Regions from separate parts of the Sus scrofa genome. Here regions 2 and 3 are each linked to region 1. A link is a contact called in public HiChIP or PLAC-seq data. All regions are on one chromosome and are shown on one strand. Each heading gives the region's core, a stretch centred on a gene start, on an enhancer-like site or on the middle of the called end of the contact. The rest is flanking DNA. Distances are from core to core; before and after follow the strand shown. Region 1 has its middle 22 kb from the start of BRDT. Region 2 has its middle 130 kb from the start of CDC7. Region 3 overlaps TGFBR3 (transforming growth factor, beta receptor III).

What was found. HiChIP or PLAC-seq counts read pairs in DNA pulled down with a chosen protein or histone mark.
Region 2: an H3K27ac HiChIP or PLAC-seq map of skeletal muscle shows a contact between it and region 1, with 7 times the contacts expected there. The contact joins two enhancer-like sites. A contact is called at or near these places in 1 of 47 Hi-C or Micro-C datasets (skeletal muscle) and 1 of 2 datasets of contacts at active chromatin or transcription factors (skeletal muscle).
Region 3: an H3K27ac HiChIP or PLAC-seq map of skeletal muscle shows a contact between it and region 1. The contact joins two enhancer-like sites. A contact is called at or near these places in 1 of 47 Hi-C or Micro-C datasets (heart right ventricle) and 1 of 2 datasets of contacts at active chromatin or transcription factors (skeletal muscle).

The regions. Positions count from the first base shown.
Region 1 is chr4:125,082,217-125,085,855 of Sscrofa11.1, reverse strand. No RefSeq gene overlaps it. Among named protein-coding and RNA genes, the nearest start is that of BRDT, 22 kb to the right of the region's middle. Within about 2 kb of position 1,880, at least 24 of the 83 cell types and tissues checked have an H3K27ac peak or open chromatin away from gene starts, as enhancers often do. A contact at or near this core is called in skeletal muscle, where this site is marked.
Region 2 is chr4:125,331,704-125,335,342 of Sscrofa11.1, reverse strand. No RefSeq gene overlaps it. Among named protein-coding and RNA genes, the nearest start is that of CDC7, 130 kb to the left of the region's middle. Within about 2 kb of position 1,907, at least 34 of the 83 cell types and tissues checked have an H3K27ac peak or open chromatin away from gene starts, as enhancers often do. A contact at or near this core is called in skeletal muscle, where this site is marked.
Region 3 is chr4:125,294,595-125,298,233 of Sscrofa11.1, reverse strand. It overlaps TGFBR3 (transforming growth factor, beta receptor III), which reads right to left. Exons shown (of 18, transcript NM_214272.1): 16 at 3,294-3,329; 17 at 606-713. Among named protein-coding and RNA genes, the nearest start is that of TGFBR3, 160 kb to the right of the region's middle. Within about 2 kb of position 1,998, at least 15 of the 83 cell types and tissues checked have an H3K27ac peak or open chromatin away from gene starts, as enhancers often do. A contact at or near this core is called in skeletal muscle, where this site is marked.

The DNA.
Region 1 (3,639 bases), core at 631-3,130:
ATCTCGCAAAGGTTCTCAAAACTTCCTTTCTGTCCTAGACAAAGAATCCTCTGATTTAATAGTTTATTCATCAATCAATCATCATTGTTCTGCACTGTAAAAAAAAAATCAATATATTTTACAAGGTCAGACCTGCTCACTCCTTCTTTACTTAAAATATGGTAGAAACAAGCGTGCGTGAACGTAGAAAATACGTTTCAGTGATCAGAATATGAAAGATTAAAAACATATTCTGGCTACATTAATAAAACTTTCAAAGGGATTGCAACCAATTCTATCAAAGCCTCAGAAGTTCCTGTTTTGGCACTTAAAAGAGAAGACCATGAAACATCTTGTGAATTTTTTTCTTTGTGGATAATTAAACACAAGCCATGAGAAGACAAATGTACAGATGTACACCATATTTTCATCACTCTTGAGGACTGGAGACACGTATTGGAGACTTCATATTCAAAAGAAAAAAACATTTGAACCACATTTGAGACAAGTTACTGGCTTTCCCGAAAATAATGTCTTTTTGGTAGTTTACCCAGCTTAACCCCTAGAAGTGGCTTCTTTCAGGAAGGCCAAACACAGTCTCAAGTAACCAGTGCGCATGGCTTAGGCCTGAGTGTGGGGGCTGGGGATGCTCTAGAAACCCTTCTCTGGGCTCAGAGACATCTAGCCTGCCAGTGGCTGTCACCAAAGCAACTCCATCCCTCCTGGGGCTGGCAAGAATTCCTCTCCTGTTTGGGGGTGGGAACTGACGTTCACAAGCGAAAATGAGAGGGACCATTAGTCCCCCTTCTGTGCTCTGGGAATCAGCATCCTGCAGGGCCGACACTCAGACTCAATGTCATTACCAACCACGTGTGAAACCGTGAGGAGCCGCATAGGAGAGACCCATCCCCACAGCCCTTAGACCTCACCTGGCGACTCTGCTCTTGGTGGCAACACATGTTCACTCATTTCGTCTATTCAGCCAACATACAATGGGACCCCGTCACAGGCCAAGGGTGGCTGGGTGCTAAGGACACCACCTGAACAGGATGATATAAGCTGAGTAGCGAGGGAAATTAATCAAATAATCCCACTAACTGTGTGTGTGTGTGTGTATATACACGCAAACATATAATATAAAAATCACTACATATACCATCACAACTCTCAGAAGGACTAGGCAGAAAACGTACACAGCGCTGTAACACTGAAAATAGGGGAGAAGGATGGGGGCGCAGGGGCGACGTCAGGACAGCGTCCCTAAGGAAGTGTGTGATTCTTGTACGGGGCGGGGGGTGAAGAAGGGGTAGGGGAAGAGAAGGGTGGGGGTGGAGGCAGGAAGAACATTCCAGACCCAGGGAGCAGCAAGGAGAGGGCTATGGCGCTGGAAAAACGGACTGAGGGTCGGTACCGCCGGATCCCAGCGAGCAAAGCGGGTAGGGAGGGACGAGGGCTCGAGGCCGGAAGCACAGGCCCTAGTTGCCTCCAGCTTTACAGTTTTTCACCCCAGGAGCCGAGGGGAGACACGGAAGGGGTGAGCCCGGCCGCAGGGCCGGCAGGGGGCTCCCGGCAGGTGGAGGGGCTGCGGGGCGTCTGGCCGGGTGTGAGCATCTGCGCCCCACTTGCCAGGTCCCGGCGGGGCCGGGGCGGCGCGGGTGCGGGCGGGGGCGCGGGGACGGGAGCCGCCCGCGCCGGGTGAGCGGACCCCTCGCCTTGGCGAGCAGACCCTTCCGACGAGCCCTTCTCCGAACCCTGCGAAGCCCATGCAAGACGTTTCCTCTCGCGGTTGTGCAATTGGGCAAAGCCGTCTGCCGCGTGCCACTCGTGCTTCTCTGACGCTCCCTCTCACTCCGGGGAAGGGCAGCTCAGATGCCACGCGTGGCCCTCGGCGGGCGGGAAGGGAAGGAGGTTTCCAGGCCCTCGCGCCTCCTCCCTCCTCCACCGCCTGCCTGGCCTGAAGGGAGGAAGCGCTTTGTGCCGCTCCAACCGCAGGGGGGCAGACCCGCCCTGGCCTGGGGTCCCGAGGGCTCTGCCCGTTTGGGCTCAGCTGCCCAGCTGCTCCTCCCAGCTTCACGCTCTGCGTCGCCCACTCCTGCCACCACCACGCGTCCTCACCTGCTCTGGGGACAGCATCTGATAAACGCTTACTGAGAGGTAAAGAGAACGTGGTGAATGCCTTCTCCCCATGAACATTTATGTTTTAAAACCCCCAAATCAGGAAAGGCAGCCAACAGAGAAAGTATTTGGGAGGCAAACTGGCAGTGTTTGACCCTGAAATGGCACAACCTCCCCAGTCAGTCATGCTTGTCCTATAATTTGCCTCTCTTCCAACACATGGGCAGCAGAGCTGAGAAAAAGAAAAAAACATCAAGGAAAGGACTGAGCAGTTTCCCAGGTGGACCAAACCATTGTGTGCACCGGCTCCCGAATCTCCCTGGGTTCTACCCGAAGAGAGGACATGAAGACGCAGGTTCGATCCCTGGCCTCGCTCGGTGGCTTAAGGATCTGGTGTTGCCCTGAGCTGTGGTGTAGGCTGCAGATGCGACTCGGATCCCGCCTTGCTGTGGCTGTGGTGTAGACCGGCAGGTGCAGCTCCGATTAGACCCCTAGCCTGGGAGCTTCCATATGCTGTAGGTACTGCCCTAAAAAGCAAAAAAAAAAAAAAAAAAAAAAAAAAAAAAAAGCGAAGAGCAAACCTTGCCTGGTGGCCCAGGTCCCTCTCCTCTGGTTCCCACCTACCAGCCTTCCTGCCTCACTCGTACGTTCTCCTTAACGGGGAGCTTTGCTGCCTGTAAATCCTGTGTTCTTATTTTCCTCTGCTCTTTGATTTCTGCCAGTGTCTTCTTCTCTAGTATCTATTTCCTCCTTTTGTTTCCCACCTCTCAGCTGTTTTTCCACACCCAGCTCAAATCGCTCCTCCTCCAGGAAGCCCTCCAAGACCACTTCCACCTCTGTTATCCTCTCTCCCTACTCTGCTTCTCCCAGCTGCTCCCCAATTCACCCCCACTCACCCTTCCAACAGGACTGAAAAGTAAAAGAAAAACCCTCTGTTTCACACCTCTTCGAAATGACATTGCAGGAATTGAGACAATGAAATTGCCTGGAAACCAGCCACTGGCTAGTTTCTAGTCTTGGTTCCACCCATAACCAGCCCTGTGAGCTCACACACTTCAACCTCGACTCTTTTTTTTTTTTTTTTTTTGTCTTTTTTGGCCTTTTCTAGGGCCGCTCCCATGGCATATGGAGATTCCCAGACTAGGGGTGTAATCGGGGCTGTAGCCACCAGCCTACACCACAGCCACAGCAACGTGGGATCCGAGCCATGTCTGCGACCTACACCACAGCTCACGGCAACGCCGGATCCTTAACCCACTGAGCAAGGCCAGGGATCGAACCTGCAACCTCATTGTTCCTAGTCAGATTTGTTAACCACCGCACCACGACGGGAACTCCTCAACCTCAACTCTTGAGTTCGTTTTCTTCATTGACAAAACAAAAGGGTTAGACCATTACTAGTAAAGCCTTCTCTAACTCTGCAATATCAAGATTTTAATAACTAATTTTAACAAACCTATTTCAGAACTAAATGTAGAGAGTCGGTCAGTTATTATATAAGGAACTTAGACACATGTTGGACACTTGGTCTTCAACAAATGAGTT
Region 2 (3,639 bases), core at 658-3,157, 250 kb before region 1:
TCAGTGGCCAAACCCTCCTAGCCTCCCAGAGCCCCGCACGGAACACCATCAACCCCTCATACCCAGCATCAGGGCAGGGACCCCCAACGTGTATCCAAAGAACCCACCATCTTCATAATAGCACTTAACATACCAGAGTTATAACTGCCTGTGCCTTTGCGCTCCCGAGCAAGGAACTCATGGCTTGTCATCTTTTTAGACCCGGTATCTCTCACAATACCTGACAGACGGCAGGTGCCCAATGTTGCATGTGGAATAAATGAGTAAACAAATGGATTGAGGAATGGATGATTCGAATTGGCTCCTGCTGGGGGTCAGCCATGGAGGAGAGGAGCCTAACTGACTGGCTTGGGGGAAAACAATTGTTCAATCATGAATGGGTTTCTCCAATCCAGCCCTCACCCAAACTTTGGTGAAAAAGCGCCTAGAGATACGGGAGCAAAGGAATCAGTCCAGCCAAGTGTTATTGGTCTGGGTTGACAGAAATGGAAGGAAAGATACCAGATTGGCTGTTTTGGAGTACTAATCCAGAAAAGACACAAAGGAGGAGACCAGCCATATAGCCATGTTGGTGTTACCCATCTGAAGCTGCAAGAAATCTACGCAAAGGAACCTCCCTAAGTGCCTACAGTATCAACAAGAGCACCACGTCTAACACCTGTTGGGGGGGGGGTTGGTTGCAAGCAGAATATGGAAGTTCCCAGGCCAGGGATCAAACCTGTGCCACAGTTGGGACCTGTACTGCCACAGCTGTGGCAATGCCATATTCTTACCCCCTGCACCACGTGAGAACTTCCTAGGTTTTCTCGTTTTGTTTTGTTTTGTTTTGTTTTTTTAAGATCTCTTCATGTTTTAACTCTTTTTATTTTCACAATCGTCTTTTGCATTGTGTGCTTGTTTATATTTTATGACGCGGAAAGCAAAGCACGGACAACTTGCCCAAAGGCATTCAGCTAGGGAGTGACGGTGCCAGGATCTGAATCCTGGAAGTCTCTTAACCAGGAGACAAAAGCTCCCTCTCCTCCCATTTCCCGGATCTCACCAACTGCCTCCTCCCCCAAGTTACTAAAAAAGGAAATTCCCCTTTTGGATGGAAAGACAACATTCCTGCTTTGCCCAAATCCCCAGCTGTGTTCAGCCTCCTAGCGCAGGTATAGAAAAGTGAAGAACGGAGCTGGGAGGGAGAAACGCCCAGAGGATTGTGCTTTTCTCCCCGTCTCTTGAGACATGAAATCTGAGAAAGAATCCATGTCGAGGAAAAAAAAAGATGGCTGGGAGGGCAGAGCCACCTTGGCTGTGCCTGACTCCGGAGCTGTTCCCACTGGGCCCCGTGGCAGGGAGACCCCGGGTCTCCTTTCAGATGATGGGCTTGGGTTCACCGACCCAGGAAGAAGGGGCCCATGTGCAGCGCAGGGATCAAGTCAGAGCCTGTGACTCACCCCACTCGGGGGCCCAGAGGTCCAGAAACACATCACAAGATGCTGAGACACGTCTCAAACACTTGCCAGCTGTGTCCATCTGGAACATGAGTTCTGAGCATGAAAGAGCGAGCGGGAGACAGGGAAGGAGGCTGGACGCGCGGGTCAGTGAGCGCTGACTCAGAGCCCCTTCCAGGCGGCAGCCGTGATGAGTCCGACCGACCGGGTGGGCGCTGGGAGGGCTCCGGAGAGTTGCGAGGCTGAACCCTGACTTCCACCCTGCCCTCTCCCGTGGGTCTCCTACTCAGCTCCCTACACTGAGCACCCCCCTAAAATATGGGGCAGAAGAAAGAGAAGCCAGCAAAAAGTCCCGCGCCGTTTCTTTTCGGGTCCTGGATTCAGAAAGATGCTGGTGAGCTAGGCCATGCCACTGTTCCCACTTGACGAAGCAGGATTTTCACACGACTGAGTCTGAGAGGCGGAATTATTTATCCCAGGTCCGTCTTTCCCCCTGGGTGGTGAATTTCATCAGCGTCCACTCCGTCTTGTTCGCCAGTACCCAGGAGACTGTCTGGTACCCAGCTGGTGCTCGATACATAGCTGATGGTTGATAATGATGTATCACGTTAATAACACCAATTATGGGGCTGAGTGGGCTGAGTGTGTGGACTTATTCCAGCCCTTGGGGATGAGCAAGAAGGAAATCTTCCCCACCCGCCGTCTTTGCTGGGACCAGCCATCAGATGCTTCGGCCGCTCCTGCTCCCCCTCCCCCGCTGACCAGGGCCCCGTTTTGCTTTGCGTTTGCAGAGCTGATTAAAGCTCCCCTGGGGCAGGCCTGGAGCTAGAGGTGGCTCCAGGCTGGGTTACAGCTCAGGTGTCCTGGGCTGGGCTGGGCTGGGGGCTGGACTGGGAAGGCGGGCTCCCTGGGAATCATGTGGGGTCTGAAGAATTTGAGAAGCTGGGGAGTCGGCTTTTGAAAGGAAATGTCAGTAACTCCGGGGGAAAAACAAGGAGAAGGGCGGCGAGCTCCTTGGCTCCAAGGCAGTGTACTGGCTCCGAGTCAAACTGGCTCCCTTCCAGACTTTTATTTCTGGTGTTTGGTGGTTAAATTAAAAAAGCTTATAAACTTAACTCCAGTTAGAAAAAAAATTACAACGATTTCAAATATTGATCCAGGATAATCCTTTCGAGCCTGGCAGGGAGACCACCGTGGGAGGGAGGGGATGGGGAGGCCAGTGGATGGGAACTGGGGCGGGGGCAACACGGCTGGTGCTGCTCAAGTGGACCAGAACATTCCTCGCTCTGGGCCCACGGGCACCTCCCTCCCTCGCACTGGCCTTTAAGGACCAAGGGAACCAAAGGTCAGTGCGCAGGCAAGGAGCCTCCAGCAGCAATTCTCAACATTTCCAGACTGCTCGCATCTGAACCCTGACAGGTGACATTTGGCAGAAGGAATGCAAAAATATTTATTTTTGAAATGGAAATGAATTTAAAATTCTTTTAACGGATCAATAAAAACACGACACAACCCACATAGACAAGTTGGCAGAGGATATAAGCTGGCAGCTCACGAAAGGCAAACAAACACCCAGTAAACGCCTGAAATGAGGTTCGCCCCCAATATCGTCAAAGAAATGCAAACAAAACAACAAGAGACCCCGTTGTGTCCTTTGGATTGGAAAGGATGGAGAGAAATGATGTTATTTGCAGAGTTTAACTACTGGAAAATGAGAGAGTCAATTGGAAGATACAGAACTGGGCATACTATTCTCATTAAACAGTATAAATATACATATATAGGCATACCTCAGAGGTACATGGGTTCCATTCTCCACTGTAGCAATAATGTAAATATTACAATAACGTGAGTCACATGAATTTTTTGGTTTCCCAGTGCGTATAAAAGTGTTTATAGGAGTTCCTGCTGTGGCACAATGGCTTAAGAATCCAACTGCAGCCGCCTAGGTTGCTGTGGAGGCGCAGGTTTGATCCCAGCCCGGGAACTTCCATATGCTGCAGGGGCAGCTATTAAAAAAAAAAAGTGTTCTATGCCGTAGTCTACTAAGTGTGCAATAGCACTCTGTCTAAAAAACAACGTTCACACCTTAATTAAAAAATACATTATTGTTTTAAAAAAGGCTAACCAACATTTGAGCCTCTGGCAAGTTATAATCTTTTTGCTGGGGGAGGGTCTTGCCTTGGCTGATGGCTGCTGACCA
Region 3 (3,639 bases), core at 749-3,248, 210 kb before region 1:
GGTTCTTAACCGTTGAGCCACAACGGGAACTCCCATTTTACCATTTTTACCTATTTATAATGTATGAGGATATATTTTGAAAATGTAAGTAACTTTCTATAAAGACAAGAGAATTTTAAGTTTATCAGAAAGGACACGGGATGGGTTTTTAAAAGGTCAAGAACTTGTGGTGTACGCCACTGATGGGGGCTGCTAGTGGACAGCGCTCAGCACCTTTGGCACATAAGGTGCTGAAAGTTAAGAAAATCTTGCCTCCCTCTTTTACTTCCTGCCAGTGATGTGTCTGTTCTGAAGCCTTTAGCTTTCGCTCGCTGTTTCCAGTTTGTCTACATTAGCTTTCTTTAATTAACCACAAAATAGCTTCATTAGGAGCGAAACGTCTGCACCACCTCAATGCAATGAACACAAACCTTCCTTTCCTAAAACTGCTCAAAGGAAATTAAATTCTCACAAAACCCCGTTTGTGCCAAAGGCAGAGATGTGAAGCGAGTGGGGATGAAGTCCCTTTTCCCGCATCCCTTCACCCGTGCCGCCGAACACCAAGCAGCCACCCAGTGCGGCGGAGACACGGGGTGCAGCCACTCCAACGCCGCGGCCACACTAACCTGTGTGAGAGTAGATGTACCACAAGGCCCCCGTCAGCAGAGCTCCGATCACAAACGCTGCGAACGCGATGCCCATCACGGTGAGTGTGTCCAGACCATGAAAAATCGCTGCAACGAAGAGAAACCAAGGCACGCTCTGAGTCCGTCGGCATCACACCCCGCGACCCGACATTTCATTCACAAGGAAGTCAGAAAGGATGAGAAGTGACTCATAAAACAGGAGGAGGACATGTTAAAGTCACTGTGTGTGTAGTTTGCAGATACTTTCGCAAAAGAAAAATGAAACTCTCAGATTTCCAAGAGATCCCCAAGTCTGAAATTTATTTCGAGCCACAGACTTATTAAAACACGTGTCGCCGCTGTAAAAATCCCAAGTCTGTGGTCCTCCATCTGAGGACCTACCATCTGAATGAAAAAGCAGCTTGCAAATTCAGAGGTTAAGCTGCTTAGAGGAGTTCCCGTCGCGGCTCGTGGCTCACGGAAACGAATCTGACTGGCATCCATGAGGACACATGTTCGATTCCTGGCCTCGTTCAGTGGGTTAAGGATCCGGCACTGCCGTGAGCTGTAGTGTAGGTCGAAGATGTGGCTCAGATCTGGCGTTGCTGTGGCTCTGGCAAGGCTGGCAGCTACAGCTCCGATTAGATCCCTAGCCTGGGACCCTCCATATGCACAGGTGCGCCCTAAAAAGACCAAAAACAAAAACAAAACCACCTTAGGAAAATAAGGAGAATTTTCAAGATCAAAATGTGATTCATTGCTTCTTCTTCATGGAACACCTCCAACCGTGAGGCGCTACAGAAAAAACACGGTTCAAATTCTTTGCAAACCTACTTTCGTGCACATTTAAAAGGATGACAGACAACAGGAAGGAAGACGGTGAGAAGGAGAGAACAGCACATAAGGATCGAGCGTTCCTACGAATCATCACGTGTCACCCATCTCCTCACATTCAATCCTCCATCTCGACAGCCACCTATTGTGTCACAAGCTGCTTTTTAACACTTTTTTTTTTCCAACCCTGCTCTTGCTAGGAGGAGAACGGAAATATTTCTCAGTGGGGAGCGATGTCAATTTTATGGTCAGCAAAACATAAATAGAACCAATTGTTCCTCCATTTGGCAAAGGTTTTTGCATGTGAAATTAATTCCAGGCACAGAAATAAAACATTTCCTTTCGTTTAAGAGAGCTACTTTCTTTGAATCACTTATAAAAAGGAAAAACCCGTTTCCAAGGGAGCGAGGTTCTCGGGGGAGTAGAATTTCTAAGGTCTCTCTCTCCCGTCAGGGAAATGGGGGGGCAGCATCTCCGTTGTTTCCACCCTGTGTCTGCGTCCTCTCCGCTCATCGGAGGGGCTCCAGCTGATCTCTCGGCGAACGCCATCCCTCTGCCTCTCAGCTCTGCGTGGAGGACCCAGCTGGAGACAAGTCTGAGCCCCGAGCAGCGCCAGCGCTCAGAGGCTCTCCTTCGGGAAAGGAGGATTCGGAGAAGATTCTGGGGGATCCACATCCCCAAGTTCTGGTCCCTACGCTTCCAGCCCCGTGCCCTCTGGTGTTCATTTGACTTCTAGCAAAAGGGACAGCCCTGTTGCACCTGCTGCATCCAAAAGGCGTTGGAGTCTTCAGAGGGAGGAAGCTTGGGAAGACTCCACGGAGGTGAAGATGACCCAAGCCTTCCGTCTCATTTAATCGAGTCTGCAGGACAGGGATTAAAAGAGGACTTGTCTTCCCAGTCTACAGGCACAGAAGTGGGTCATGATGACAAGTTTCTGGGGAAGACTTTCTAAATGTCTGCAGACGCAGGTGTCAACCCCGAGACTCGGATTGGCGACTACGGAAGAAGGTGCCCTCAGGCATCTCTTTCAGGGTTCACAAGACCGCCCCATGATACTGCGGAAGAATATACTTCAGAGAATGGGTGATGAGGCACTCAGCATGAAGGAACTCTCCAGACTGCCCACTATGTGTACGGGATGGGGTCAGCCATGGAGACTAATCCGGAAAGTCCTAGAGAAGAAAAAAAACGAGGCAACATTATCTGGAAGAGCTCTGGGCGTGCAGCCAGAAAGCCCAGATTCTAGCCCTGCCTCAGGGCCAGTCATAACCATAGGGAAATCACTTCAGTACTTCTGGGTCAGAGTGCTCTTCTGCGGAGAGAAATGAACCTGGCCCAGATCATCTCCAGCGTATCATTTTGTTGCAGCTGGTCGCTCCTTTGGTCTTAGAAGCCCTCTCTCCACACCCCTGGGACTCGTGGTTGTCTTAAGGTATAGCCACGGGCTCCGTTAGCCTCTCCTCCGAGCAGCTAGAAATCCTTAATGACACAAAGCGCAACAGTCCCATGGCTCTGTGTAATGCATTCAGGTCGCAACCCATGTAAGGATGGCCCATCATGACCTTGTCTCTCTAAGACTAAGAAATTCACTCCCTTCCCATGAAGGTGACACACAGCCATGGGTCCACACGTGCTCATCTTTAAAAATGGCAAAGGTAGAGAGGAGAAAAGAAGAACGAAGGAAGGTTAGAGGAAGGGAGAAAGAAAGGAGGAGGAAAAAAAGGGGGGGAGTGAGAGAGAATGAGAGCAGAAGTCTCCTTATCAAACCTCCAAGTCTGGCGAACGTTCCATAACCAACTCATTCTTATGAAAGCCCAGGAGGCTTTATTTCGAAACAGTTGCATAAAGACTTACGTGGAGAAATTGGATTCGATTCCTTCGTGCTTGGACCTGTTTCTGAAACAAAAACATAAATCACGATGCGTTCTGATTTTTTTTCAAAGGAACTGAGTTTTTAAGTAAAAGGTTATCCACATTGCAGCAGAGGCTGACACTCCTCGGTTGGTAAGACTTCTGTTTGTTAGGAATACTCAGTGGTCATCTTTGGATATAAAGACTGCACCAGGGAGGACTCAGAAATTTTAAGCCCTGTCCTTGGTTTCTCCAGCTTGATTTCTGAAGGCAAATGCCTCAACCTAAGGCATCGGAGTCTGGTAATTCGTGCATGGGGACATGCCTTTATATTGATTTACAAAAGGGT